Linked DNA regions of Mus musculus: regions 2 and 3 are each linked to region 1. Evidence: chromatin contacts called from public promoter capture Hi-C data. All regions are on one chromosome and are shown on one strand. The core of a region is the stretch at or near the end of the contact, and the rest is flanking DNA. Distances in the headings are between cores, read along the strand shown. Region 1 holds the start of Arrdc3 (arrestin domain containing 3). Region 2 holds the start of Cox7c (cytochrome c oxidase subunit 7C). Region 3 holds the start of Mrpl36 (mitochondrial ribosomal protein L36).

Region 1 (4,416 bases), core at 1,238-3,737:
TGCCCAGCCTCTGTCACGTCCCCTCGGGTCAGACAGGTACCAGCCCCGGGGCGACCCTGACGCCCGCACGTTTCTCAGTCCCCGGTGGGAACCGAGCCTGCACCCAAGGCAATGGCACCTGCGGCGGCTGCGCTGGGCGAGGGGCGCGCCCAGAAGCCGAGGTGGCGGGCCAGGAGGGACCTTTACCGGCGCACGCCGGTTCCAAGCCTCGCCCCAACCGGCGCGAGCCGGCTTGATCCTCCCCACCCCCACCAGCCCAATCCAATCAACGCCTGGCATCGCCTTAGCAACAGGCTAACAAACGCTGCTCCGCCTATCGCCGGGCGCCTGGGGCGGGCGCTCAGCTACCAGGCTAGTTTGAGAGCGAGCTGCCAGTTTGAAGTCATTGAAACTATTCCAGCCCTGCGAGCCCGTCCACGCGTAGCCAGGCTTGCCGGGGCACCTCGCAGGGTGCAGGTAGTTATCCTAACCGTGAGATCGTGGTGCAATGGATCAAGTGTTTGTCCACAGAACTCTCTATCTATACCCCCCACTACAAGTCTGAACTCTTCGAGGCAAAAGTCTTTGTCTCTTCTTATTTCATTAAAGGCTGCAACGTCCAAGCAGGCTCAAAAGCAAATTCATGTGCCTGCCCTTTTTTTTTTTTTTTTTAAAAAAAAACGAGAGCGCTGTCATTAGGCATTGTACGCCCCATCCGTGTGGACGCTGCAAAAAAAGAACTAGGGAACCATTCAGTATTTGGAATACCCTGGTGTAGGTGCGTAAACCCTAAGAATTGGCTTCGCCTTCATATTTAAAAGACGATACATTAATTCTGTGTAACTTAAAGCATCCTCCATTTCCCACTTGCCTTAAGTTCAATTAACGTCTCCCTAGGATGTACATTTTAGATATTAAAAAAAAACAAAGTATTCCTCTATCTGAAAAGTCGCCAGTATTTGCACTAAAATACTGCATTAGAAAGGAGAAACAAATTACATAACCAGTTTTAACATTATATTCTTCTTGGACTAGGAATTAAGTCATCGCCACCACCTGACGCGTGTAACCAATCTGCTGAGAGGAGAACAAGCGCCCCTCCTCACCATCCCCCAGAACTGGTCCGAAACAGGATTGAACCGCTTCTAACAAAGGGTGGAAACTTAGAAAAACAAGCTTGGAGTCGCCTGTATTTCCACAATGTAGGCACTTAAACAACAGATTGCAAATCTCAGGACCCCTTCTCCCTTTGACAATGCTTCAATCTTCGTCTTATACCCCAAACCCAAATCCGATGTGTCATATACTTTTCAATTCCATCTGTCTGCCATGGGTTTCATTGAATCCACGTTCCAAAGTTAGACATGATGCTCCGAGAAGAAAATCACTGACCCCGAATGGCTTCTAAAACTGACTTAATAGTTTGCATAATGATAGACATTATTCTTTGAAATAAACGATGCTTGATGTACATTTTAAAGGGAATTGGGAAAAATAGGGGGAAAACACGTGGGGGTGTTGGTGCCATATGTCAAAATAAGGGATGGAAGCCCTTTATCAAAGAACAATAATCAAGTCCTCAAAGTCGTTTGCACGTTAATATCAAAATCAGATACATCTAGCAACCTTCTTAAATGTCACTACAGTTCTTTATTGGAGCTCATTTCTGTATCTAAGATTGTAAAATAAAGGAAATCCAATATCGGACTGCAGCTTTTGCAAATGAATTTGAAAATATTAGTAAAACGACGGAGTCACATTTAAACACGTTGTAAGGTGCGTATGGCAGATATGAAGCCGGTTACAGATGTAGTTAAGTGCAGTTTGCACTCACTTTGCAGACGCCTGCATGGATTAAGGCTTAACACGCTTGAACGTCAAGGAGAAACTACAGCTTCTAAGTTTGCTAACCTTTAACAAACTGCCGATTAGAACTGCACTAAATGAGATTAAAGTTCTCATGCAAAGAAGTCGAATGTAGTGACTAATTAAAAACTTACCTCTTTCGTGCCCAATTAAGATGTCTTTATGGTTGAAATATTCTACTTCTTCAGTGTAATTCTGTGTATAGGCAGTATTGGAGCCGGCGTTTCTTGATTCCGTCCACCGTACTTTCGCATGTCCTCTTGCGTGAATTTTAAGAGATTTTACTCTGATCTCCCCGGTAACTTCTAAATTTACCCTTCCTGAGACAGTGTCCCCGCTAGAATACACGGGGACATTACTGTCATTAAGACAGTCAAAGCTTATTGTCAAACTCTTTACCTTTCCCAGCACCATGATTATAACAAAATCTATAAAAATATAATGTAAGACCAAAAAAAAAGTCAAGATCGCATATAAGATGTGATCTTCACTTAACACTGATGGGTGTCTTTGCCGTGCAAGAAAAAAAAATCATGCAGGCAGGATCAGTGATTGTCTACAAATAGTTCATTGAGATTTCTTAAAAAGTCAGGGCAGCAGAGAAGCCGCTGCTCCACGCTCCTGCTCGTCTCAGTGGTCTCCTTACAAAGACGGGCGGCTGGAGGCTGCCAGCTCACTTTAAGAGCAGCTTTGTGAAAAACAACCCTAGTGCGCAGGCGCAGGCTGCGACTGCGGCCAGCCTTCCAGCGCGCTCCCTCCCGCGCGGCGCGCGCCCGGCTCTTGCCGCACGCTCCCGGTACAGTAGGTGTGGAGCGGGCGCCGCCGACTTCGGTGCATGGGCCGCTGCGATTGGCAGGCGGGCACCCCGCCACCCCCGCCACCCCCGCCACCCCCGCCACCCCCGCCACCCCCGCCACCCCCGCCGCGGCCGCAGCGCCGGCCCCGCACGCGCTCCCGGAGCTGAGCAGAGGGACCCGGCGGCGCCAGGCCAGGAGTGTGCGCCTGGGCCGCGGACCCGGAGGACGTGCGAGCCGTGGGGGAAGGGGAGAAACCAGTTGGGCAAGCGGTTGGTGGCCCGAGTCTGAGCTAATGAATTTCAAAAGAAACGTAATAAAAAGCAGACAAATATTGTTCATAGAAGAAAGCGTTGTTGACTTGGATAGAAATAACAAAAGCAAGCAGGACTTTGTAGGCTGGGTGGCAATGGACTAAGCCAAGGCCTGAGGAGCCAAAGAACAATGCTCCAGGCAGCTCCCGTCTTCAGCTCCTACAGCATCAAACCCAATCAAGTTGTCTGTGTAGTGTGTAGGCCTGACCACTTCCTCGAAGGGAGAAAAAGTCCTTTTTCAAGACATCACCTTTTGCTCCTTTTGCAGGGAATGACTCGATTACAACTCCTGTATCAGGAATAAGAATAGAGCTCACACCCCTAATTACCACCTCATAAGAGGCGGTTTGAACATAGTCATTTAGCTGACATTGTTTACAACAGACTGAAAAGCCTTAGGAAAGCATATAAGGTGGTTTTTGGTTTTTAAGTATGATTTGTTATATAAGTGAGGCTTAATTTTGTTAAGCCTTACTTTTAATTCAACATGCTAATTGCCGTGCTGCATCTTTAAATACAGGCACATTTCTCCTTTTTTAATGCCTTGAGTAAAATACTCAGTCATAAACATCACCAGGATTTAGGGGGTAATAGATCATTAACAATCAACATAACCTCATAACAGGGCTATGTTATAAAATCCTGTATTATGCCTAACCAAAAAATGTGGGGGGTTGGTTGTCCATAGTTAAACATTAGATTTTTTTTTTGAATGATAAATCTGGATAGGTCGAATCACAACAAACTAAACACATTCATCTTGCTGTTTTCTTTATTTAAAAAAGAAAAAAAATCTACATGTTTAGTTAGATTGAACTTGACACTTGAACTGAAAAAAAAAACCTAAAATATAACTATGTGAAGAATAATTACTGGAAAAGCCAAGAAGAGTTTAGCTTTTTATGCATAAAATTACACATCTGTGTATTTGGTCCGGGGTGGGGGGTAGGGGCAACTTTCTTCTCTTGGTTGACACCTGGTGGATAATCCAGGTAAAGTGTCTAACCCTTGGGCTAAGGGTTGGTAACAAATACTATTGGTGTTTTTCTCCCCCTAGTGGTAACAGCCACGTCTTTGCTAGAATGTCAAGTTTCCTTCAGTATGAGGTGGATTTCAGCATTAGACACCACAGAAGATTGAGCAAGGAGTGGAGTTAAAAGTGGGCACAACGAGAATTTACATTATTTTTTAAATTTTATTTATGTATGTATATCTATGTAAGAGCACGCATTGTGTGTTCTGGAACCTGTTAAGCCAGAAGATCGGTGGCCTCAGACTCCCTGTTACTGGAGTTATAGATGTGAACGTGGCTACGTGGGTGCTGTGAACTGTATCACATTTCTGAAAATTAAGGATCACTATGTAAGAGCCTGAGAATTGCATTTAATGGAAAAGGATCCTAGTATTGTTTGTAGTTTGTAAAGTTTCTAATGGGGAATCAACACCATCCCTGTATTGCTCCC
Region 2 (3,975 bases), core at 720-3,219, 5.2 Mb before region 1:
CATCAAAATAAATTGTATACATGTATAGAATTCTAATAGAATAAACATAAGTATTGTTACAAATCTTTTAATATGAAAAAGGACAGAACAAATCTCTTCTAAAAATTTAAGAGGGGACTGAAGAGAAAGTTTAAGAGTGCTTGCTACTCCTGTCAAAGAATCAAGTTTTAATGCATGCATACACAAAGGCAAACCATCAGATAAAATGGATAAAATAAAATATCTTGGCCCCTTGGTCTTGCAAACTTTATATGCCCCAGTACAGGGGAACACCAGGGCCAAGAAGTGGGAGTGGGTGGGTAGGGGAGCAGGGCAGGGGGTAGAGTATAGGAGACTTTCGGGATAGCATTTGAAATGTAAATGAAGAAAATATCTAATAAAAATATTTTAAAAATGAAATTCTCTCTCTCTCTCTCTCTCTCTCTCTCTCTCTCTCTCTCTCTCTCTCTCTCTCTCTCTCTCTCTCCCCCCCTCTCTCTCCCCATACCCCCCACTCCAAAAGTTAGGAGAGGAACTAATCTCCCTCCCCACCTCCTTTCATCTCTCTTACTGTTATATATGGGCAAGACAATGGCACACTGATACTTTCTGCCTTACTCTTTTAATGACAATACTCACAGAGAGTCCAAGAGAGTCATCTAGATTAGGTAAGGATGGCCTACACTTGTGATAGAATTTGCAACTATGTTTAACAGGCAGATTCATAAATATGTAGATGACAGATAGATGATAGATAGATAGATAGATAGATAGATAGATAGATAGATAGATAGACAAACCAACAGACTGACAGACTGAGAGCTAGATGACAGAATGTAGTCCTGTGATTTGCTTAACTCCTGTTACTTTCTGAGCCTTAGTAGCTTGAATGAAATATTTTTACACATCTCTTAGGATATAGTTTCAGCCAAATTTTATCATCAAATATGAACCATATTTAGACTAATCTTAATTTAACAAGTCTATGTGGTGTTCTTCTAAAAATTATAATTTTTAATTATAATATGATTACAGCATTTCTCCATTTCTCTTTTCTCCCTCCAACCCCTTTCATGTACCCTGCCTTGTGTTCTCTTTCAAATTCATGGTTTCTTCATTTCATCCGGTATTGTTACATACATAAGTAATATTATACAGACTGAAAAGGTTATATTTATATATTTAGAGATACACACAGTGACCCCCTTTTCAAACGATATTCTCACAAAAGGTGGGATGGGATAGGGAGTTTGGGGGGGGATTGGTAAAGGGAATAACATTTGAAATGCAAATAAAGAAATTATCCAATTTAAAAAAAAAACAATAATCTACGAGTGTCTAGTAGCCTTGGCTAATGTTGATGCTCCATGAAACTGTTATGTTCAGCAGGAATAAACCAATTCCTAATCCAGGGAATCTCCAGAAGTCAGAAGGTTCTTGTGTCTTCTCCAACCTAATCATGCTGCGCATAGGAGTTTCTATCTGTATGTCCTCTTATATCCAATTTCTATACCTTCAAAAAAACCAGGTCTTAGCACTTCAGTCCAGTTTTCACTACGGCATCCTTTGTGCTACATACTGTTTGATCAGTTGCTTGTGTTCCCTCAGACAGGACTATAATGCACATCTTTCAACCTTGGCAAAGAACCATAATCAAAATGACTGATATACTCACAAGAAAATAATTTTATTTCTTGTTCCATTAACTTGAACACACATGTTAAAGCAGCTTTAGTTTCTTCAATAAATTGTTTCTGGAAACAAATCCCAAGAATCCTAGATCTGAACTCATAGGACAGCTCAGGTCCCATTGAATCACTAAAGGTAAGTTATCACTTGGTGCTGGTGCGCGCTCATTCTAGAGCCAGACTACATTTCCCACAATCCATCGGAGCCGATATGGCGCCCGGTATTATCTAAACTACAAAGCCCACAAACCTCAGAGCCCGCCGGTTGAGTACGTTTCAGGAAGTTCCTGTTGTAACTCCCATCTTCCCTTTCGGTCTTCGCGCTCTGCCGAGCAAGGTCGTGTAGAAAGGGGAGTTAGGTGGTACGGCCATTTCTTCCGCCTTCCGTGTCTGCGGCCCTCGCAGAACTTCCAGCAGCGACATGTTGGGCCAGAGTATCCGGAGGTTCACGACCTCCGTGGTCCGTCGCAGCCACTATGAGGAGGGTCCGGGGAAGGTGAGTGAGGCTCGGCTGCCTAGGGGCAAGGTGACGCTCGGCGGCCGGCCTGGAGCGTGTGGGGAGGGAAGTGACTGTCCAGGAGCTCGGGGAGACACTCAGGCCCCTCAGTCCACACCCCGGGGAGAACTGGGAAGCACGGCGCCTAGCCGCTGCCTCCACGCCGCCTGTCAGCCGCAGAGCGAGGCCTGGAAGGTTCGGTGGGAGCTGGGCGGCGTCGGAGATTGAAGGTCATTGGAAACAAAAGAAGAGGGCCTGTGGCTGGTTATTAGCGCTTTAAACCAGCAAGCCACGTTTGAAGCGGCGATCCTCGGTTAGGCCCGGTTTAGCCCCCAGTGTAAGTAAACGGAGTACTTAGTGGTGACTGCCCCGGAATTGTTAGGTGAAGCCTGGTAAAGGGAAGAGAGAGGATGTGGAATAGGAAAAAGAGAAAATTGTACTGTGATTGATACTGAAAATTCGAATAACAACGGACGAGAATGATGTGTTTGTTTCTAAAAGTTACTACTTCGGAGAGTAATTTTTTTTTCAAATATTAAAACCAAAAAGACCCTTACACTTAATAGGGCCTACCAACTGGTATTCAGAAAACCTGCGTGTTAAATTAAAATGAAAATGTTCTGTCGAATGCAGCTGATTATAAAATACGTGGTTGCTCCCGACCCTTTTATTAGAGCAAGTTCAGATGCTTTGAACGAATGTTTTTTGCCGTGTTCTCTCTTTCTCAACAGAATTTGCCATTTTCAGTGGAAAACAAGTGGCGGTTGCTGGCTATGATGACCGTGTACTTTGGATCTGGGTTTGCCGCACCTTTCTTTATAGTAAGACACCAGCTACTTAAAAAATAAGGATATTTAATTCATCCCTTTAACAGGTAATTAGTAAGCTTCTAATTTTCCTAAAACAGTAATTTCTGTTCTATACCCTATACACTCTTCCACAACATGCAAGTAGATAGTTGTCTCCAGATTCCTTAAGGTTAAGTGTAAATGTCATATTGGTAGAGGCAATTTGGAAAACCTATTAAAAAAATAAAGTATTGATCAGTAAAGGTCAGTATTTTACAAGTACTCCTTGACCCCAATAATCTGAATATATATTATGCAACACACCTCTAAGATAAGTAGTATTAAAACCCCATTGAAGACACAGAGATAATTGATTGAGTTTCAATAGCTAGTAGCACTAGTGTAGGGTTCCTACAGAGGATAATCTTGTTCTATGAATCACACTTCATAAATCAGTGTTGTGTCTTCTACAGAAATAATTGAATCTTCAGCGACAAAAGTGCACTAAGGATAGCCAACCTTTGACATTACCAAATGGTATTGACATCTACAAAGTTGATGGGAAAGAAACCCTGAAATGTTCCAGTGTTCTTTTCATTTCTACCACTCCTAGTTATCTATTTTATGGTATTAAAGTTGGTATATCAGTTGGTCTGCTGAGGTTGAAAAACTTAATAAGTTTCTCCATAGACATGTTGCATAGTGGTAGCCTAGATCCCTTCATATACATATGTGTTTATTTAGCATAATTCATGAAAATTTTGGTACATGTGATGAAGCAAATCAGTATGAATAAAATGATACTGTAAACGCTTTCTGATGTATCATCAAATTGATAGATGATATGAAATTGCTGTAACTTGTAAAGTCGGGCTTCTAATGCCATTTTGTTTTTATTTTGCAGAATGAAGAAAGTTTAAGAGATGATCTGAAAATTGGATTAAACTCTTGAACTCTTATACTAGAAAAAATTGTAAATAAACTAATGACATAAAGATTCAATGCCTCGTCTCTGCAATAAGGA
Region 3 (4,356 bases), core at 681-3,180, 7.6 Mb after region 1:
AAATAACATTATTGCCAGGACCTCTCTTTTCAAAGTCTTGTCTGGAGGATCTCTGCTTAAACTTTCTTGCTTAGCAACTATCAGACCTAGTGCTGTGAGCACTTCTTAACGGCTATTTTAAGATCCCAGGAAAAGGCAATGGTTATCTCCTGTAGCTACCTATTGAAACTATCTCTGAATTCACAGTACTCCAAGAAAATGATAGAGGGTACCAGCAGCTACCAGGTATAATTCCTTACAGAGGACAGCAGGTTCACAGCACTCGACATCAATCACAGGGCCACAAAACACGCTAGTCTGGAATCAGTTGGTAGACTACACCAGGTGAACCTGAAGTTCAACAGATTAATGGGACTTAGAACCACAAAAAGGCATAGTGTCAAAGACCAGGAGAAACATGAACCCCAGGCCCGCTTTTTTAAAGATTTATTATATGTAAGTTCACTGTAGCTGTCTTCAGAAACCCCAGAAGAGGGCATCAGATCTCATTACGGAGGGTTGTGAGCCATCACGTGTTTGCTGGGATTTGAACTCAGGGCCTTTAGAAGAGCAGTCAGTGTGCTCTTAACTGCTAAGCCATCTCTCCAGCCCTCAGGCCCGATTTTTAATAGTGACAACCGCAAGATTTGAAAAATTGCTGGTGTCCTAGCACTCCCTGCAGAAGCCAGCATGCTCTGTTACCTTCTTTGAACTGAAAATGTACTAACCTCCTTCTGAAAGCATTAGTTTGGTGGTAATAAAGAACACTACTACTCCAGAGTGTAAGAACAGTCATGACAAATATTTTTAATTGGTATCCAAAAGACATTTCTATGTAAACAAGGTTTTCCTTGAGTAAAGACTGGGATAGTTGCTACACAAGAACATCGTTTGTTCTTAAATTGGGATTGTTGCACACCCCACAAGAGCTTTTTGGCTCAGGCAGCCTCTTAAAGCACTTACAATCTGCTGCATATGGTAACAAATGGCAGAGGCAGGAGTTTCTCTCCAAGTTTCAGGTCAACCAGGGTTACCGAGCCAGACTTTGTCTCAAGAGATAAAGCTGGCTCTGTATTCCTGCTTCATACACAGCTACTGTAACAATCCTTCTCCATCGGCAGCTCTGGTCTGATTAGATGTGAAGGAATTGGGCTATGATGTGGGGAAAGGGGGGTTCAACAAAGCCCTAAGGCCCATGGATCTTACAGAATGCTTAATGTTTATTTTTCTCTGATAAGGTGAAATGAATTTTCCATGGACACTGCTTGAAGACAAGGGCTACATTTGTCGCTGTTTATGCTTGGGGTTGGTCTTACAGAGGATAAACCAGCGCCCACGCCTCTTCACCTTGTAGCAGTCTTTACAGCGCTTCTTGATGACACCTTTGGTTTTGAAGCCCAGCGAGGGCAGCAGGGTCGGCAAGGGACGGCCACAGAGAACTGAGCGCACCTCTGCGCAGGGTTTGGCGCGTGGCAATGTCCCCAGCAGGAACGAGGAGAAGACTCGGGGCTTCACCGCGAGGCGACTCAGGTGCAGGAACGGGTCCACCACCGAAGCCACCACGCTCCGTACAAGCAGTGCGGCCATGCCGAGCCCAGACCTGGGGGAAGAGAAGCGTGGTCATCCTGTGCTGCACGTCTGCCAGTCCCTAGGCCCTCCCCTATCAAGGTTACTTGGCATCAGAGGTCAGAGCACACATGCCAGGGTTGCACTCTGGGCTCCGCGTCTCCATGTGCCCAGGCCTGCGCACTCCGGAGAAGCCGCAGATTCCGGAGGCTCACTCACGCCGGCCAGGGACCCCGCCCGCACTCCCGGCCAGCAGCTCTGGCACCACCTCTGCCTGCCCCCATGAAACCTGGGACCCACACCTGGGAAGGGGTGCCACCGGCGGAGAAGTCCTTAATCAACTTCGGGCGCCGGTTAGCGAAGCTTCCGCGTCTGCGCAGTGGAGTGGGACGCCACCGCCAGGAAGAAAGATGGCGTAAGGTCACGTGGGATGACGTGTGCTGTGCAGAGGACGACTAAGGAGCAGATAAAGCCTTCCTTGTCTCAGTATTCTTTATCCAGAATCCTGCACTCTAAGCTCTGCCTCTGCAGATGCTGGGACCAAGACCGGTGCCCATGGGAGAAGAAAAAAAAAAAAGACAGAAAAAGCAGGCTTTGACTGTAAAAGAAACTGCAAACAGTGAATATATTGGAAACAAAACAAAACCCAACATTCAGACAAAATGTACAGGTCATATGTTTACATTAAGAGACGTTCTGGCAGACATGGGAAAGGCCAGAGGAGCAAGTGCAGACACTGCTCTAGTTAAGTCCCTACCCGCGAACTAGGAAAAGCAACAAGGAACGTGGAAAGACCAACATACACCATTACTGATTTCTACAGTTAATTTCCATATATATACATGTATATATGTATATATGTGTGCGTACAGGTAATTCCTATATATAGGGCTTCTACAGTTAATTCATATACATTGGATTTCAGGTGGTTCGTAAATCTACCCATCTTATTTTTATGTATAGCAAAGTAGGTTGTCATTAAGGCTAATGTAGTTCTCTCTAACTCCCAGTCTCACCCTTCACACTAAGCACCCATAGGAATACCTTGAGTTCCAGCCAATAGATGACTGTGAGCATTCACTTCTGTATTTGCCAGAACACAGGGCCCCTAATGAAGGAGCTAGAGAAAGTACCCAAGGAGCTAAAGGGGTTGACAACCCTATAGGAGGAACAACAATATGAACTAACCAGTAAACACCGCCCCCCCCCCCCAGCTGTGTCTCTGGTTGCATATGTAGCAGAGGATGACCTAGTCGGCCATCAATGGGAGGAGAGGCCCTTGGTCTTTCTTTGGGGATTATATGCCCTAGTTCAGGGCAATGCCAGGGCCAGGAAGTGGGAGTGGGTGGGTTGGGGAGGGGGGAGGGAGGAGGGTATAGGGGACTTTGGGGGATAGCATTTGAAATGTAAATGAAGAAAATATCTAATAAAAATGCCTAAAAAAAAAAAAAAAAAAGAAAGAAAGAAAGAAAAGGAAAAAAGGACTCCAGAGTTCTAGCAATTAAAAAAAATAATGTGGGTCAGAGAGATGGCCTGGGAGTCACAAGTGCTTTCCATGCAAGTCTGTAGACCTCAGTTCAGTCCCCAGAACTCACATGGAAAAAGAGACTGGCTTCCTCCAACTTCCACATGTGCTCTGTGGCACCTGTGTATGAACTCACATGTGTGTGAACTCATACACAGACAGGGGGTGTTAGGGTTTAAATAGAGACTTAGGGCTGGAGAGATAGCTTGATGGCTAAGAGCACCTGCTACTCTTGCAGAAGACCATCATTCTGTTCCCAGCACCCACACAACTACTCAAATGGACTGTAACTTGACCTGTCTGGAGATCCTGTGCCCTTCTCTTGGTACCAGGTAACCACACACATGGCCATATATAAATGTATACACTCATACATATAAAATAAATCCTTTAAAAAGAGGGAGAATGAGACAAATCTGCAGGACAGGGTGTGGAGACATAAGCCTGAAATCCCAGCACTCCAAAGGCTGAGGCAGGAAGACAGTGAGTGCTAGGTTAGCCTGGCTTACAGAGCTTAAGGCTAGCCAGGGCATCTTAGGCCCACATTTATTGGGGCATTTTTCAACTTGGCGAGGTCTTTGTCCTTGTGTCTTAGGGCCCTCTCTGGTTACCCCTTTCGTCTTCAGACTCACCTAGTCCTTATGCTATAGCAGAGCACAGAAAGGTAGATACCAGGTCATTAACCTCCAATCCTGGCCAAGAGATCCCAAACAACACATGCTAGCTTCTGGCACTTTCTCGGAATTAGTGACCCGGCCCTGCTCTGAGTCTGGGGTCCCACCTGTCTACCTCTGAGCAAAGTTGTTCAGGCTACTTTGGGGTTTGACAGTATATGTCGTTCCAAGGGAGGTTCGGACTCAGATTCAAATGAGGCAGGAGAGGCCAAAACAGCCTTCAGAGTTACAGACTACGATTTGCATCAGGTTTTTTTCTACATAGCAGAGCTTTTCCGGACAGCTTTCCAATGCTGGGTAAACTTCCTTGCAGTCTAACTGGAAACTGAACTACTGCAGCGTTGCAAAAATGCTCAGAAATCTAACTTTCCTACACCAACATACAGGACCAGGAGAGTTGACTGCACAAACTGTTTCTTCTGCTGAACAACTTACTTCTTTACTCAAAACAAAACAGAAAACAAAAAACAAACCAACCCACGGAAAATCTGCATTTTCTCCATTGGCATAAAAGCACACACAGCGCATCTTCAGTTTCCGTCCCCCCACCCCCTGCCTTTGTCACACTAGTAACCTTTGAACACTGCGCACAGTTAAGCCGCAGCTCCGCAT

The links. Promoter capture Hi-C pulls out the DNA fragments that hold promoters and counts their contacts.
Region 2: a contact with region 1 is called in a promoter capture Hi-C map of pre-B cells, with 6 times the contacts expected there. The contact joins the promoter of Cox7c here to the promoter of Arrdc3 in region 1. A contact is called at or near these places in 2 of 39 promoter capture datasets (liver and pre-B cells) and 1 of 484 Hi-C or Micro-C datasets (pre-B cells).
Region 3: a promoter capture Hi-C map of pre-B cells shows a contact between it and region 1, with 8 times the contacts expected there. The contact joins the promoter of Mrpl36 here to the promoter of Arrdc3 in region 1. A contact is called at or near these places in 2 of 39 promoter capture datasets (liver and pre-B cells) and 1 of 484 Hi-C or Micro-C datasets (CD4 T cells).

Annotation. Positions count from the first base shown.
Region 1 is chr13:80,881,493-80,885,908 of GRCm38.p6, reverse strand. Arrdc3 (arrestin domain containing 3) reads right to left here and starts at 2,487. Exons shown (of 8, transcript NM_001042591.1): 1 at 1,980-2,487. The coding sequence starts at 2,259.
Region 2 is chr13:86,044,789-86,048,763 of GRCm38.p6, reverse strand. It overlaps Cox7c (cytochrome c oxidase subunit 7C), which reads left to right and starts at 1,969. Exons shown (of 3, transcript NM_007749.3): 1 at 1,969-2,163; 2 at 2,895-3,037; 3 at 3,856-3,966. The coding sequence starts at 2,089. The coding sequence ends at 3,011. Gm22574 (a small nucleolar RNA gene) reads left to right here and starts at 3,716; the gene lies at 3,716-3,775.
Region 3 is chr13:73,328,583-73,332,938 of GRCm38.p6, reverse strand. Mrpl36 (mitochondrial ribosomal protein L36) reads right to left here and starts at 1,930. Exons shown (of 2, transcript NM_053163.1): 1 at 1,848-1,930; 2 at 761-1,579. The coding sequence starts at 1,566. The coding sequence ends at 1,258.